Linked DNA regions of Sus scrofa: region 2 is linked to region 1. A link is a contact called in public Hi-C data. All regions are on one chromosome and are shown on one strand. The core of a region is the stretch at or near the end of the contact, and the rest is flanking DNA. Distances in the headings are between cores, read along the strand shown. Region 1 holds the start of RNF214 (RING finger protein 214). Region 2 holds the start of CEP164 (centrosomal protein of 164 kDa).

The links. Hi-C and Micro-C count contacts between places; a contact is called where the count stands out from the background.
Region 2: a Hi-C map of liver shows a contact between it and region 1, with 4 times the contacts expected there. The contact joins the promoter of CEP164 here to the promoter of RNF214 in region 1. A contact is called at or near these places in 3 of 5 promoter capture datasets (fetal skeletal muscle and liver), 10 of 47 Hi-C or Micro-C datasets (brain, embryonic fibroblasts, fetal heart ventricle and 3 more) and 1 of 2 datasets of contacts at active chromatin or transcription factors (alveolar macrophages).

Annotation. Positions count from the first base shown.
Region 1 is chr9:44,594,007-44,601,723 of Sscrofa11.1, forward strand. RNF214 (RING finger protein 214) reads left to right here and starts at 2,974. Exons shown (of 16, transcript XM_021062882.1): 1 at 2,974-3,079; 2 at 4,590-4,705; 3 at 6,758-6,803; 4 at 6,886-7,268. The coding sequence starts at 4,664. PCSK7 (proprotein convertase subtilisin/kexin type 7) reads right to left here and starts at 2,543. Exons shown (of 17, transcript XM_021062880.1): 1 at 2,392-2,543; 2 at 776-897; 3 at 1-31. The coding sequence starts at 19.
Region 2 is chr9:44,666,941-44,674,657 of Sscrofa11.1, forward strand. CEP164 (centrosomal protein of 164 kDa) reads left to right here and starts at 3,917. Exons shown (of 32, transcript XM_021062899.1): 1 at 3,917-4,068.

The sequences.
Region 1 (7,717 bases), core at 1,724-4,223:
TCTGCCTCCCCTTCGGCATCAGAGCAGTAGGCTGCAGACAAAGAGAGAGGACACCAGAGATAAGATGGCGGCCGGAATCTGAGCAGGAGACCAGGTAACAATGCATCACACCTGGAAACCCCGAATCCAAGCCTTTTAAATCATTCAATATTTGATCTTCTCGTTTCATTCACATTTATCCCAGACCAAGAGGGACAAGCCCGAGGGTGGACTGCGGGCCAGCACTAACCCTGGTGGCTCCCTTGATGGCGTGATTATCACTAGGTAATCGAGCAGGATGGCCAGCTGCTAACAGGCTGCATTCCCACTGCTGCCAGGAGCAGGGCTCGAAAGTCCTCTCACTCACACAAATTCCTGGTGGAGTCTTGAGTGTTCTTTAGAAAAGACCCTCCTCCCTTATTTATTTATTTATTTTTTGTCTTTTGTCTTTTGTTGTTGTTGTTGTTGTTGTTGCTATTTCTTGGGCCGCTCCCGCGGCACATGGAGGTTCCCAGGCCAGGGGTTGAATCGGAGCTGTAGCCACCGGCCTACACCAGAGCCACAGCAACGCGGGATCCGAGCCGCGTCTGCAACCTACACCACAGCTCACGGCAACGCTGAGCAAGGGCAGGGACCGAACCCGCAACCTCATGGTTCCTAGTTGGATTCGTTAACCACTGCGCCACGACGGGAACGCCCCCTCCTCCCTTATTTAGAGAGGACCTCAGTGTTCCCCCACTGACTTCTCAGACCCGTTGTCCTGCGGGCTCACTCCCTGCTGGGGCCCCACTCCCACCTGGACTCCGAGTGAGGGCGAGCTCTGGGTCTGGCGAACCACCTCACGCTCATTTTGTGCAAACGAAGAACAGGCATCCCTTTGGCTTTGAGTAGGGCTGACTCTGAGCACAGACTGCAGACCTGTAGGCCCCAAGAAGAGAAGAAATGGGGTCCTCCTGAACCCAGTAGAGCAAGCAGAGGCTAGCCGTGAACCCGTGACCAAATAAACTGCCGATGATCAAGAATCATTTCCAGGAATCTCAAATGGATCACAGACGGGAACCAAACTGGTACAGTAAGGCCAGATCCATACAAAACTCAAAACTGCTACTTCTCATCCTAACCACCACGCCACCCTCTTTTTTCTTCCTATATGCCTAGAAGAGCACTTGAACTCTTAACGAAAACCCTTCCTGAAAAAGTAGATGGTGCTGCTTCCCAGATGTCCAGGTGGTAGCTAACTTCCTGATTTCTGCAGTCAGGAAGGACGCGGGGGGAAGACGGGGTAGGCAGGTGGCAGGGGAATTAGACAAAACCCAAGAATGCACACAGAACTGAAGAGAGGCAAGTGGGAACCCTGGGGAGCAGGGGTGACTGGCAAGCAGCACTAAAGGGCTACCCTTAGCCACTAGCTCAGCAAGGTGGCTTAGGAGTGAGGGCTCAACCCTGGAATGGGGGACTGCCACCTGTGGTTGATAGATGGGCCAAATTAGAACTGGTGGGCAACTGTGGGGACAAGGACAGGTGAATGGTGGTAGAACATGTATGTACCTATGGGTGACTGGGCTCCTTTAGAAGCATCTGATCTCTATGGGGAGAGGCAGGGCTTAGTGCTTACACACATATCCGATTGGATCAGTCTCAAAACATTACAGAAACATGGGCATTTTACCGAAGTCTCTTTGGAAAGGGAGACGGGAACTTCTGCCACCTAACATTTCCCTCCAAAAAGCTGCATATCTCCTCTCTTTTCCTTTTAGGTTCTCCACCCTCCAGCAGCCTTGACTGTCCAAGATAGTCAGCTCTCTTTCCCAGTCTGCATACCTTACTAAGCAAAACAAAATCTGGCTAGCCTTGATAGTGATCCAACTAGGCAGGCTCTTACAGTCTCAGTGGAGCTCACAGATTTCCCAAAGAGAGGAGAAACCTGACCACCATGGCCTCCACTCCCTCTGGCGGAGCAGTGCTTTACTCCTGACCCTCCCATCCTAGGCTTCTGGGAATGGAACCTTAATCTGAAAGCAGATCTCAACTTCACCCAACTGCTAGGCGTGTCTTTGCAGCTCTTAGGTGCTAAGAGAAGAGGAAGATACAGGCAGCCCCAAGTTCAAGACTTGGCTCCCAAGACCCTGTCCTCCTCGCAACCTGTTCCTAGAAACCAAGCTGCCGGTACCGGGTTCAGTTTCATTGGCTTCCTCCTCCCTAGCCTTGATTGCCCCGTGCAATGTGGCCCTCTCCTCAGAGAACCCATACTATCCTGGAATCCAAGACCCCGTGGCCCAGTCTTCCTGGGCTCCCCCACGCCGGGACTGAAGGCGCCCTTTGTGCAGCTCTTTCACCCTCGGACACCGGCCGCCCCCAGTTCCAGGCCACTCGGACTTCCAATGCCTCGCCCCCACCGAGTTCCCAACTCACCGGCCCGGCCGCAGCTGCTGCCGCCGCCTCCCTGCGGAAACTCGCGGCTTCCCGGGAACCTGAGGAGCCAGTGACAGTAGCATCACTTCCGCCCGGCAGCTCAGCCAATCAGCAGCGGGTCCTCGGGCCGGGCCGACCCGCCGGGAGCAGCCGGCGCTAGGGGGCCGGTTCCTTCGGGCATCCTCTACTGAAAGAGCAGCGTGCGGGTGTGGTGGGCGCTCCTCTCAGGGCCCACCGCCCCAACTTCGGGCATCTCCAAGAGAGACCCTCTCCAGACAGACGGTCCTCTCCTTCTTGGCCAGAGAAAAGGCATCTCTGCTGTAACCTCCAAAAACACCTCTCTCTCTGATCGCCATGATCCCCTCTCTCTGTAATCCTCCTAAAGGCGGCCCTCCCTTCACCACGTCTCCTTTCTTCCGGAGGTCACATCTCCTTTCGTCCCTGCGCCCCGGGAGAGTCCACTAGTATCTTAAGGGCTTCCGCAGTGTCCGCGTCCCCTCACGGTGCCGGCTCCCGCCGCCAGAGGGCGCCGTCGGGGGCGGCGCGGTGCCACCGCGGCCTCTCCTCTCCTGGCCGAGCCTCGCCCCCGCCGCTCGTGCCGCCGGAAGTGGGAGGTGTCGCGCGCGGGCCGGCGCTCGACCCCTCCCCCCAAGCTCGGCCGCCCCCTCCCCCCGCTCCGCCCGCTCAGGTGCGTCCCGTCCCTCCCCCCTTCCCTCCCGGAGGCGCGGCGCGGGAGGTGTGTGCGGGGCGGGTGCGAGGGCCGGGGGCAGTGGCGCAAGGGGCGGGGGATCGGGCCGGGGGGCGTGGAGGGAGCTGCGGGGACGGGGGCTGGGGTCCTGGCCTAGAAGTGGGACGGGGGCTGGCAGCCAGGCGGCGCAGGGGGGCGGGGGGCAAGGTTTGGAGGGGCTCTGGCAGGAGGAAGCAGCCCACTGGGCCAGCCCCCTGTGGACTGCCGCCGGGACCACCCGGCGCGGCTTCCCCCCATTGTCCCCTTCGCGTCAGTCCCCGGATCTCCTGAGGACCAGTCGCAACTGGCGTCGCCGTCTAGCTGGTGGTCGCCGCCGGCTTGTGGTACCGGGTTTTCCTTGGCACTTTCGACTTTACGCCCCTCGCCGCAGCCTCTGCCAGATGGCCCTGGTCCCCTCTCCTCTGGGCTCTGAGCTGCGGAGTTGCTTGGAGGACCCGTGCCCTCTGGTTTTGACTACCGGGAGCCAAGGACCCTGGCCCGGGCTCTGATGGGCCAGGGCATTTGCACCTGAGCTAGCGGTAGGGGCGATCTAGGGCCCGTTTTCTTCTGGGAGACTTGTATGTTGGGGAAACTGAGGCACAGGGGGTCTCTGGCCTGGGACTGAAGTGTTAGCACAGTCCAGCCTCCATGTCTACCCTGTGCGCTCGCTTTTCGAGGGTTAGGAATGTACAAATGAAGCTATTAAAAACAAGAATTTAACCCCGTGTTACATCCCTCTTCCTCTCCCTTCACCGTAGAGGGCGGTGATTTGTCTGCAACATAAAGGATGACCTTTTGATCTAAGAAAGGCATCTGTCTCAGTTCCCTTGCTTGGATTACTCTTTTTTTCATTTTCGTACTGGAGTAACCAAGATTCTCATACTCTTCTGCACCTCGGTAGTAACTCTGAAGAGTCTGTACTTTTCTCAGTCAGTGGTTGTCAAACTTCTCCCATCTGCCAGCAACACAGAGTCTAAGTGAGAGATACTAAGATTGCCCGGTAAAATACTGCTTTTTCTCTCCCACATGAACACCTCCAGAAAACTTTACTCCAAATAATGGAGGATGCTTTTAATGTAACAGCCGTAAAATGATTCTAAAACATAAGATATTATTGATATTAGGCCAAAAATTACATCCATTGTAAATGATACGAGACAAGGTAAGTATGTGCACCGTTTGGAAGAGTCTTAACAGTCTATATAATCTGCTGTCTGTGAGAGGGCATTCTCCTGAAGTGAAAAAGACATATAAGTTTGAGGATTGATGTCCCCTGGGACCTATCGAGTATAATGGCTCTTCTAATGCCCTGCTAGAGAATAAATACTCAAGTATTTTCTCCTGGAGCCCAAGTTTTTCTTTGTGTTTCTTTTCTGAAATGACTCTGTTGTATGGACATCCTGAGGGGGAACGATGCATTTGTTTTGAAGTTTTGGAAGTTGTAGCCTATAATTTGTTTCTGAACGTCTAGAGCATGATGGCGGCATCTGAAGTAGCTGGTGTGGTAGCCACTGCTCCCAGTCCTCCGGATTCCTCTTCTAGTGTATGTGCTTCCAAACCAGACGAAGGTCTCCCAGATGGTCTAAGGTAATGTGTGGATTCTTGCCTGGGAAGATTTCATTTGGGTAAAGGGCTTTGGAGATGGGCTTCTTATGGAAATGTGGTTGATCTTTCCCCTTTTTGGCTCCATTGGCATTGCACTAGATTAACCTTCTTAAAGGTAGGGACTGTCTGATCTATATTTGTGTTTTTGGTACCTGACACAGTATCTGACACTCAGCAGGCATGCTAAGTGTTTGTTGAATAGATTAGAATGCAGGGGTTCAAACTCATGTGAAACCCGCGTACATGGACTGTTTATTTAACTCTACATTTATATCTTATACCTATATATATGTCGTTCTGTATTTCTTGTGTGTATAAGCATATAGATACGTGGGTACATACGTCTATATCTATCTGCCTTAGATAAATAGATAGCTTTGTTAATATGGTTCACTGCCTCATGTATGCATTTTGCCTTCTATCTAAACTCTTGAGGGCAGGAACTAATTACCCAACCTTGCATTTTACAGTGATTAAAACATTATTTTGTACAACGTTGTGCTAGGTTGACTGTACATCCCACCTCCACTCTTTTGTCCAGTATCTAGGACCTAATGCAGCGGATAACACTGTACTAACAGCTTTGTGTATGTTAACACATTGAATTCTCCTAACAGTCCCAGGAGGCAGGTGCTAATACTATTACTCCCATTTACAGGTGAGAAAACCGAGCCTCAGAGAGGTTAGTAACTTGCCCAAGGTTACTAAGCTAGGTTGGAGTCAGAGTTTGAACCCAGGCTTGTATGACTCCAGGGGTGGCAGAGAGGTTGTTAGTGAGTGAGTAATGGGGGAAATGTTAAGTAAACCTTACCATAAACTTGGATCTTCATTTTATAAATAAAATCAGCCACATACTAGAAACAATAATAGCGGCTTAAGTTTATTGTTTACTGTATGCCAGAACTAAGTGCTAAATACATCACATGCTTTATCTCATGTAATCCTCACAATAGTCCTACTAGGTAGGTCATATTATTTCTGTTTCACAAATGAAGTTAAGTAGCTTGCCCAGAGTCAAACAACTAGTCAATAGCAGAGTTAGGATTCACACCCAGGTACTGTGTCTGTCCAAATTTATGATTACATATCCCCATACCATACTTAACTCCTAGCAAGGAATCAGCATAGAGTGTTTCTAAAGACTTTTCATGTCACAAGATGCTCTCTTGGTTTTATTTTGAATAGCAGGTACTATTGAGGGAAGAAAGGCCTAATGACCTGAAGCCTCCAACAGTGTTAGCTTGGGGGCGCTTAAAGGCACCTGTTGACAGAATCAGTTTTTTGAAAAAGGGCAAAGAGATTTAATACAGATTTAGTTGTTATTCCTGGGTGAAAGGTTTACAATTGCGAGTGTTGGGTGTCATTGTAAATAGGTTTTGAAGATCTCTTTTAAAAGCAGTATGTTAAATGGTTCTGGCAAACAATAAAACAACTATTCCAGTGTTGTACATACCTGTTGTCTGGCATCAAATTTCTACTGGCAGCTTCAATTTTGGATTTGAAATTATCTGTATTGCAGGCAACTTGAAGTGAAGACTCTATGTTCTGGATAACTATTGAAGAACCCAAAAAGTGGTTGGTTCTGGTCAAAGATCTGTATAGTGAATTTGAATGAGAGTAGGATAAAAACAGTGTTTTCAAATTAGTGTTTTGTTTATCAAAATATGTGTACCTAAATTAGTACATGTGCCTAAGTTAGATATTCTAACATTAGGCTATTTCATCTGCATCCCCAAGAATTATTAAAATTGACCCCCTCCCCCCAAAAAAGATTCTTTTGGCTCTTCAGAGTCATTGATGTGTGATTGCTTACTGTGGACACTCTCCAGAACCCAAGCTCTTCAATGATACCCCCTGCATGTAGGGTAAAAAAAATCACTGGATGGAAACTAAGTTCCTTTTCATTCTGGTCATTTGGAGAGGTTTATATAATCTAATGTTGTCCTTCTAGTGGTTAAGTTAAAAGTATTATATATGTAAGCCTCTTTTAAGATTGGATGAAGAGAGAAACTTCTTATCTTATGTTTTTGATAGCCCCAAAGACCCTGCACAGAAGCACCAGAACTCGTCTCTGTCAAGTGTAAGTAGCCAAACGATAACCAAGGAGAATAACAGAAATGCCCAATTGGAGCACTCAGAGCAGAATCCTGGTTCATCGGCAGGTGATACTTCTGCAGCGCACCGAGCAGTTTTAGGAGAAAACTTGATGGCCACGGCCCTCTGTCTCTCTGGCGGTGGGTCTCAGTCTGATTCGAAGGACATGGCCAACACAGCAGGAGAGGAGGGGGACACGTGCCTCCGAGAGAGCCCTCACCCTGGCACTCGGTCTCTTAAGGCAGGGTGCCATACAAAGCAGCCTGCCTCCGGGAATTGTCCTGAAGAGAAGGCCCCACAAGCCTCCGTCCTAAAGGAAGGGAGCAGGGACACAGGCTTGGATTTCCGACCCGTAGTGCCTCCAGCAAATGGGGTTGAAGGAGTCAGAGTGGAACAGGATGATGATCAGGATAGCTCTTCCCTGAAGCTTTCTCAGAACATTGCTGTCCAGGTCAAGTATCAAGTTTCTACTATTAAAATGGAATTTGGGCTTTTAATTTATTATTTTTTTTTGAGGGCAGGAGATATTTTTTCACAGTTGGTGGAAAGTGACTCTAACTTGTTTTTTTACTGACAACTGTCATACGGCTCTGTGATGACTTCATTCTGGTGTGCAGTACATAATAGCCAGTGTCTAATCATGGCAACTAGGAACTTCACGACCTGCATCCCTACAGTCTCTTTCACTGAGTAATTGATGAGTGTAGGTCATTAGCATTCATTTTTCCCATCTTTGTCATTACGTAGGAATCCTTGTTAATTCTCTGATCTGTATCTTACGAAGTACAGTGTATCCTGTCTTCTAGTGATTGGTGTGCTTTGTCGTGGAAGGAAGGATGGGTGTCTTGTAGGGGCTAAGGTTCTTATCTCAGGTTTTGTTTTTTTTTTTTTTTTTCAGGG
Region 2 (7,717 bases), core at 2,667-5,166, 74 kb after region 1:
CAATAAGGCGATTAGACCACAAGTTAAACACTAAAAATCAATTAGATCAATGTATGTATGGGAATTTTGTATATGAAAAGAAGGCTTTCATATCAGAGGGAAGTAGATACACTATTTAATAACCGGTGTTGGGACAACTGGCTGCACTTTGGAAGGAAAGAAATTAAATTCCTATCTCATCTAAAAATAAACTCCAGATAAGTCAAAGAGCTTAACATTAAAAATAAAACTATAAGAAGTTCCTTGGTGGTGCAGCAGGTGAGGGATCTGGTGTTGTCACTACTGTGGCTTGGGTTTGCTCCCTGGGAACTGTCATATGCCACAGGTGTGACCTGTCCCCAATAAAAAAACCTATAGAAAAAAGTAGACTATTTTAATAATCTTATGTTCATGCCTTGGATCTCGAGATCCTATGGCTGTGGTGTAAGGCAGCTCCGATTCGACCCCTAGCCTGGGAACTTCCATGTGCTGCAGGCATGACCCTGAAAACCAAAAAAAAAAAAAAACTTATGTTGAAGAAAGTCTTTCTAACAAAATTTAGAAGATACTTTTCTCTCTTTCTTCCTTTCATCCTTCCTTCCTTCCTTCTTTCTTTCTTTCTTTTTGGCCTGCTGCATGTGGAAGTTCTTGGGCCAGGAACTGAATCTGTTGTGGCACAGATTGTGGCAATGCCAGGTCCTTAACCCACTGTGCCACCAAAGAACTCTAGAACATTTTTTTAAAAAATTGCACAGGCTTGACTACTTAAGTTTTTAAAAATTCTGTAGAATCAGATTTCTAGTATTCTAATTCTGGTTCTGCCACTTAGTAACTGGGAGACTCCAGGCTAAGTTACTTATTCTTTCTGTGTTTCAATTTTCTCCTTTGTAAAAAGGGGATAACAATAGCATATACTTTGAAATGTAGAAATTAAATGAGATACTCCACGTAAAGCATTTAGAACAGTGCCTGGCATATTGTAGTACTCAATAAAGTTTAGCTATTAGTGTTTTTACTGCTACAACTTCTGAGAAAAATGACATTTACAGTTAAAAGATAGACTAGGAAACAACATTTATCACACAATAGACAAAGGGTAAATGTCCATAGCATACAAAGAGCTTCTACAAGTCAATAAAAAACCCCAATAACCTGGTAGAATATGAACTAAGAATGTTAACAGGTACTTGATGGAAGAAATTTAAATAGTCAATAAACATATGAAAAAAGTTCAACTATATTAGCAGTGAAAGAATCCAATTAAAACAATATTTAGATACTATCATTTTTTTGCCTCTCACTTTGGTAATATTTAGTGTTGGTGAAGGTGTTGGTTGAACTGTAAATCACTCCATTTTTAGAGAGAAATTTGGCAATATCTGTTAAAATGTAAAAAATGTAAACTCTGAACAAAATCACTTCTAGGATCCTCGCCAACAAAAATCCAACAACATTTTTAGCATCATTTACAACATCAAAACTTTGGATAGAAGTTGGAAGCAAAAAACAATGATTGTCAATATGGACATGAGACGTTTAAGTAATGGAAGCCCATGTAAACATTATAAAGAATGGAGTAGGAGTTTCTGCCGTGGCTCAGCGGAAATGAATCTGACTGGTATCCACAAAGACGCAGGTTCGATCCCTGTCCTCCCTCACTTAGTGGGTTAAGGATCCGGCGTGCCATGAGCTGTGGTATAGGTTGCAGTTGTGGTTCGGATCTGCCATTGCTGTGACCATGGTATAGGCTGGAGGCTACAGCTCTGATTGGATCCCTAGCCTGGGAACCTCCATATGCCTCGTGTGAGGCCCTAAAAGATAAAAAAAAAAGGAGTAATTTATGAACGCATTTTGGAAATTGTTTATGACATGGTAAATGAGAGGAGCACATTGAAGAACAATATGTATGTTATGATCTCATTTCTGTAAAAATTAAAAAGTATGCACACGTGCATTTACATGTATGCATATAAATTTACGTCTGCATAAGCATTAAAAAGTCTTCAGTGAAGGTGGGAACACAAAGGTCAACAGTGGTTTCCTCTGAAGTGTGGGAGTCATTCCTTCCTTCTGCTCATTCATTCATTCATTCATTCAGCAAATAGCACATGCTAAGCACTGTTTAAAGCACTAAGGACATGACAATAAATAAAATGGACAAAATTCCTATCCTCACATAGCTTCATTCCCATGCAGGAAGACAGACAATAAAGAAATAAATTACAGAGTATTTCAGATGGTAATAAGAGCTATGGGGAAAAATAAAGCAGAAAAGGAAGCTGGAAGGGGAGTTTGCAATTTTAAACAAGGCGGATTGAAAGTGTAGAGGGAACATTTCACATCTTTATATACTCTTTAAAAAAATGGTAGACTTGAGTGTCTTTCTCATTATGTGATTCGTTTCTGTATATTACACATAAACAGTATGAAAAGAGAAGGAAAAGTTCTAACAGTGGAGTTTCTGACTGGGGAGTAGGGCATAAAATTTGGGACTGACTTGGTTTTTTCCTTCCTCATCTTTGAAAAAAAAATCACCCCTAACTGCTCATTCTTGACTGTGGAAAATAATCTACACGTGTGAAGTTCTCAGTCTCTTCCTCACTCATTGAGTATATTACTGGCATATCAATTGGTATGTCATTTTTGTTATTTTCCCCCAAAGACTTGCTTTCTTAATTGTATTTGCCTAAGGGCATTTAAAAATTAGTTTGCATTTCTGAGTGCAAACCTATAGGGAAACCTGATAAAATGCAAATTGCTTATCTATTTGGGGTAAACTCATTAATTCCAGAGTAACCTTTATTTTATTAGCTTTCCCCATGGGAGAATAAGGGACACAAACTAAGGAACGAAAGTTAAGAGTTTTGATGGCAATTAATGTCGACTACATGGATTGCAAGTTCTTGGATAAAGTGACAAAATATGCAAAAGGTTTTTGAATCTCGGTTTTATGCAGGGTCTGTGGTGGAGAAACTGATGCCCTCTCAGAGTCCCTTCCCAGTCTGGTCCCTTGGGCCCTCTGCAAGACTTTTAAGGAGTGTGGAAGGGGAAGGGGAGCCGTGATTTGTCATCTGCCGGCAGAAAAAAGGAAGTACAGGCCAAACTGCCACAGAAAAGATCTGAAGATAAACATGAAAAATACATTCTGGATATCTGCTTTGGGATCCACAGGAACAGCAGTCTGAGTTCCCCATTCTGGCATCAGGTTTGAGTGGTGCTGGGACTAGTTTCAGGAGTTAGTTAGCAGGGTCAGGTGCGTCTCCACAGCGGAGCCTGTCAAGAGCTGCTCCAGGTGCTCCATCCTCCTCTCCAAACGAGTACCTTTTCACTTTTCAGCGTCCCAGTTTTCCCAGTGATGTAATGGCCAGAGCTGTCTTTGCTCCTCTTAACTTCTCCCAGAGGTTGAGGACACATGAGAGACAGGAAGATTTGCCCTTGTGCAAACAAAACTAAAGATTTTGAAATTACGTTAGTAGCAAACTTTCTGCCAGACAGGGTGTGTGGAAGGGCTACACACTGTGCCAATTTTTTTTCTCCTTAAACAGACTCTGTGAAATAGTTATGGCAGATATTTATTCCTTTTTAGCAGACATGCAAATTGAGCCCTGAGCTCTGGTAAAAAGATGGACAGTGGTCTCATAACTCCTGGGTAGGTTCAATGATGTACGCATAGCACCTGCGAGCCTTTTTTGTGTAGTTAATTCACATTACTGTCAATCATCGTGAATGAGCTTTTCCTGCCCGGGAAGAAATTCCCCTCATACCTAAATTCAGAACTCTTTTAATCCCTTGCAGAACCACAACTATCTTGGACTACGTCTCCCATCGTGCAATGGGAAACGTGCAGCCCGCCTACGTGAGCTGACGGGACCTCTAACCAATCCAATGCTAGAGTTCGTATTCGGCGACCTATTATCTGCGGGTAGAGGCAGGACTCTCAGTTGCTAGGTTGTTACCCTTTCCGGAAGTGGTTGTTGGCCGCTGCAAGGCAACACCCCGGCGTCCCTGGAAGCGGGGAGCCGGGGTGGTGCTGGGGAAGCTGTTCGGAGCCGGGAGCCAGCGTCCAGGGTCTCCCGGGGTGGGGGCCAGGTGAGGACACCCTCGAGGGAGGGGTTGGCTGGTGGGGAAAGAAGGGAAGCGGGAGAGTCGAGGCACACTTGTGTGCTACTGAGCGGGATGTGCACGAGTGTGGGCGGGAACTGAGGGAAGAAGTGAAGATAGGGTTGGGTCAGTGCGCCTTTTTCCAAAATATGAGTGGTGGAAGGGCAGTGCTGGCGGAGCGGTGAGAATCGGCCCTGGGCGACGAGTGTGAGCTTGCGGGGGTGTTCGTTTGTTTGCCCTGTTCCGAGTTAGTTTGCGAGGCGGTCTTTCTGAACCCTGCTTGAACATCTTTCCGGTGGGGACGCTTCCCCACATATCCGAATCACGGCTGGCCCAATCTCTGCCGTCCTTTGGCCAGCTGGAGAAGTTTTTTTGTTTTCGTTTTTTTCCTTTCCTTGAGTTGATTCAGAAATCTGCCTTCTCCGCCTGGAACTACTCCCCTCACTTTTCGTGCATAACTCCTTTCTCCCGGGTTTCCTAACCCAGCCCCCGCTCATCGGCCTTTGCAGGCCCGTCCTTTCTACTCACCACACTCCTGGGTGATTTCATCTAGAGTTTCAGTTACTGTCTACTTAACGGTTACTCCCAAACTATGGCTCCTGCCAGATCCCTTTTCCTGAACTCCGACTTGCTTACTGATCATCCCCAACTGAATGCGGCCCCAGCCTTCCTATTGAAGGACTTCACCCTTAACTCGGTCGTTTCGGCACCGGGAATTCATTCTTCTAATACATGCAGCAAACATTTGCTGGACATTTCCTGTATCTAGGCAGCACGCTGGATGGGGCTGTCGGGCGAGGGATAGATGTGAACAATCACAATATACTTGCTGAGACTGGCCACCTGCCTCTCCCTCACTTGCTGCAGACATCAAGTACTGGGTTTCTGCCTGCTGATATCCCTGGAATCTGGCCTTCCTTTCCATTGTCACAGCCACTGACAATTCATAATTTCTTGCTTGTGTCTTCAGGATAATTTTTTTTTTTTTGCTTTTTTGGGGGCAGGTTGCGTACCTGGGGCATATGGAGGTTGACAGGCTAGGGGTCAAATTGGAGCTGTAGCGGCTGTCCTGTGCCACAGCTACAGCCACGCAGATCTGAGCCATGTCTGCGACCTACACCACAGCTCACAACAATGCTGGATCCTTAATCCACTGAGCAAGGCCAGGGATGGAACCTGTGTCTCATGGATACTCTTCAGATTAGTTACTGCTGAGCCATGCTGGGAATGCCTCTTTTTTTTTTTTTCTTTTCTGAATAAATTTTATGGCCACACCTGCAGCATATTGACATTCCTGGGCCAGGGATTGAATCCACACCACAGCTGTGATCTATGCGGCAGCTACAGCAACGCCGGATCCTTTAACTCACTGCACTGGGCTGGATTGAACCCGCACTGGGTCTGCAGCGACCCAGGCTGCTGCAGTTGGGTTCATAACACACCATGCCACGGTGGGAACTCCAGGATAACTTTCTAAGTGACCCCTGTGCCCCTGTTCTTGCCCTCCTCCAGTTAGTTCTACATAGCTGTCAGACTCATCCGTCTAAACTACAGATTTGGTCAGGCCACTCTCCTTTGTGAAATTTTGTGATGGCTCCTCATCATATATAGGATTCAGCCTCAAGCCTCCGAAGCCCCTTCCTTGCCTTCCAATGTCGTTCTTGCTCCTGCCACCCCTCCCATTGTCCCTTGTGGCTGGTCATGTCAGAATGGTTAGGAACCCAGGGCTTTGGAGTCAGATGTGGATGCATTCATGTTCTGCTATGCCATTTACTAGCAGTGAAACCTTGGGCAGTTTTAAAAAAAAAATTTTAAAAACTTGCTGAGTTTTCTTTTTTGAAGAGGGGTAATAATCTCTATTCAGCTGAGAGGTTGAGATGAGATGATGTATATATATAGAATTAGTACAGTTCTTGGAATATAAGCTTTTGTTGTCATCATTAATTCCCCGCAACTACCACATATATACTCTCTTCTGCCTCTTTGCCTTTGTTAATGCTGTCTTTTTTTTTTCTTTTTTTTTGTCTTTTTAGCTATTTCTTGGGCCGCTCCCGCAGCATATGGAGATTCCCAGGCTAGGGGTCGAATCAGAGCTGTAGCCACTGGCCTACACCAGAGCCACAGCAACGCGGGATCCGAGCTGCGTCTGCAACCTACACCACAGCTCACGGCAATGCCGGATCCTTAACCCACTGAGCAAGGCCAGGGACTGAACCCACAACCTCATGGTTCCTAGTCGGATTCGTCAACCACTGCGCCACGACGGGAACTCCAATGCTGTCTTCTGCTTCAAATAACCTTACTCCCTTATCGTGTGAACTCCTGCTTATCCCTCAAGAACCATCTCCATGGTCCTCTACTCTGATTGCCTTTGCTTCTGTGTTCTGTTATATTTTCTGTTAGGATGCACTTAATATGCTATATAGTCACGTGTTTAAATATGTGGCTTCACAAGTAGGCTGAGCTAGAGTGTTATCAGGTTTGTAGCCCTGACAGGTGTTCAGTAAGTGCTTGTTAGGTGTCTAAATGGCCTCCGCTTTATAGTCCTGGTACTAGATCTGTCCTCTGGAAGAATATAGAGTAGCCCTTTAAATAAGTGAATGAGAATAACAACAACCAACATTTGAGATCTTACTATGTTTTGAGTATTTTACATGTATTGACTCATTTAATCCTCACAGTTCTTTTAGACATTATTATTATCCCCACTTTACAGATAAGGAAAACTAGGGCATCTTGCCCAGCTGGTAAATGGCAGAGCTGAGATCCAACGCCAAGAATGTTCTAAAACCCTGTGCTCATTACCCCTGCGTAATCAACTCTTATGTCTTCCACGTTCTCCTCAGTGCCTTCTCCAATTAATCTTTTCTTTTTCTGTGGCAAATTAACTTCATAATTGTTCAAGCAAGGTGGAAGAAGTAAATATTCAGGGAACCCTAAGTATGCGTGTGTGCGTGTGTGCGTGTGTGGTCTGTTAGCATGCAGGCGTGGAAAACTTTTTGGCTCTGCCCATCACATCAGACCACGGTGTCGAGGGATTGGGAGACAGTGACATGTATTGAAGGGAGCTGGGGATACTTAGCTTGGAGTAGAGATGCCTCGGGTGTTCTGTGGGTCCAGAGTGTAGAACAGGACAAATGGGAGGAAATTTCTTAGAAATAATTTTTGGCTTAATCTTGAGAAAGACCTGTTCATAGTTAAGAATGGTCTAACTGTGAAATTGACATCTAACTCTAGTAATACTGTTACTTTATTTAACAGTTTTGTGTCCCAGGAACTATGCCAGGCACTTTACAAGTGTTATCATCACATTTCATCTTCAAACAACTTTTTGATGTAACTTTTTGTGATTATTTGAATTATACACACCTGAGGTTATTAAGGCTTAGAGAGGTGAAGGACTTTGCCTTAGGTCATATAGCTGGTAAGTGAGAAAGCTGGAATTGAATTCAGGTGTTTCTGGCCCTCAGCGTGGTGCTGTGACCACTGTGCTGTCACTTAAAAGCATAGAGAAGAAAAATTTGGCATGAGAAGGGCGATTGCAGCAAAGCTCTTATGGGCTTTTTCTGGCTCTTGAGATTGATTGTTTGGTTGTGTGTTAGTAACTTAGAGCACTGTCCAGACTCCTACATTTGCA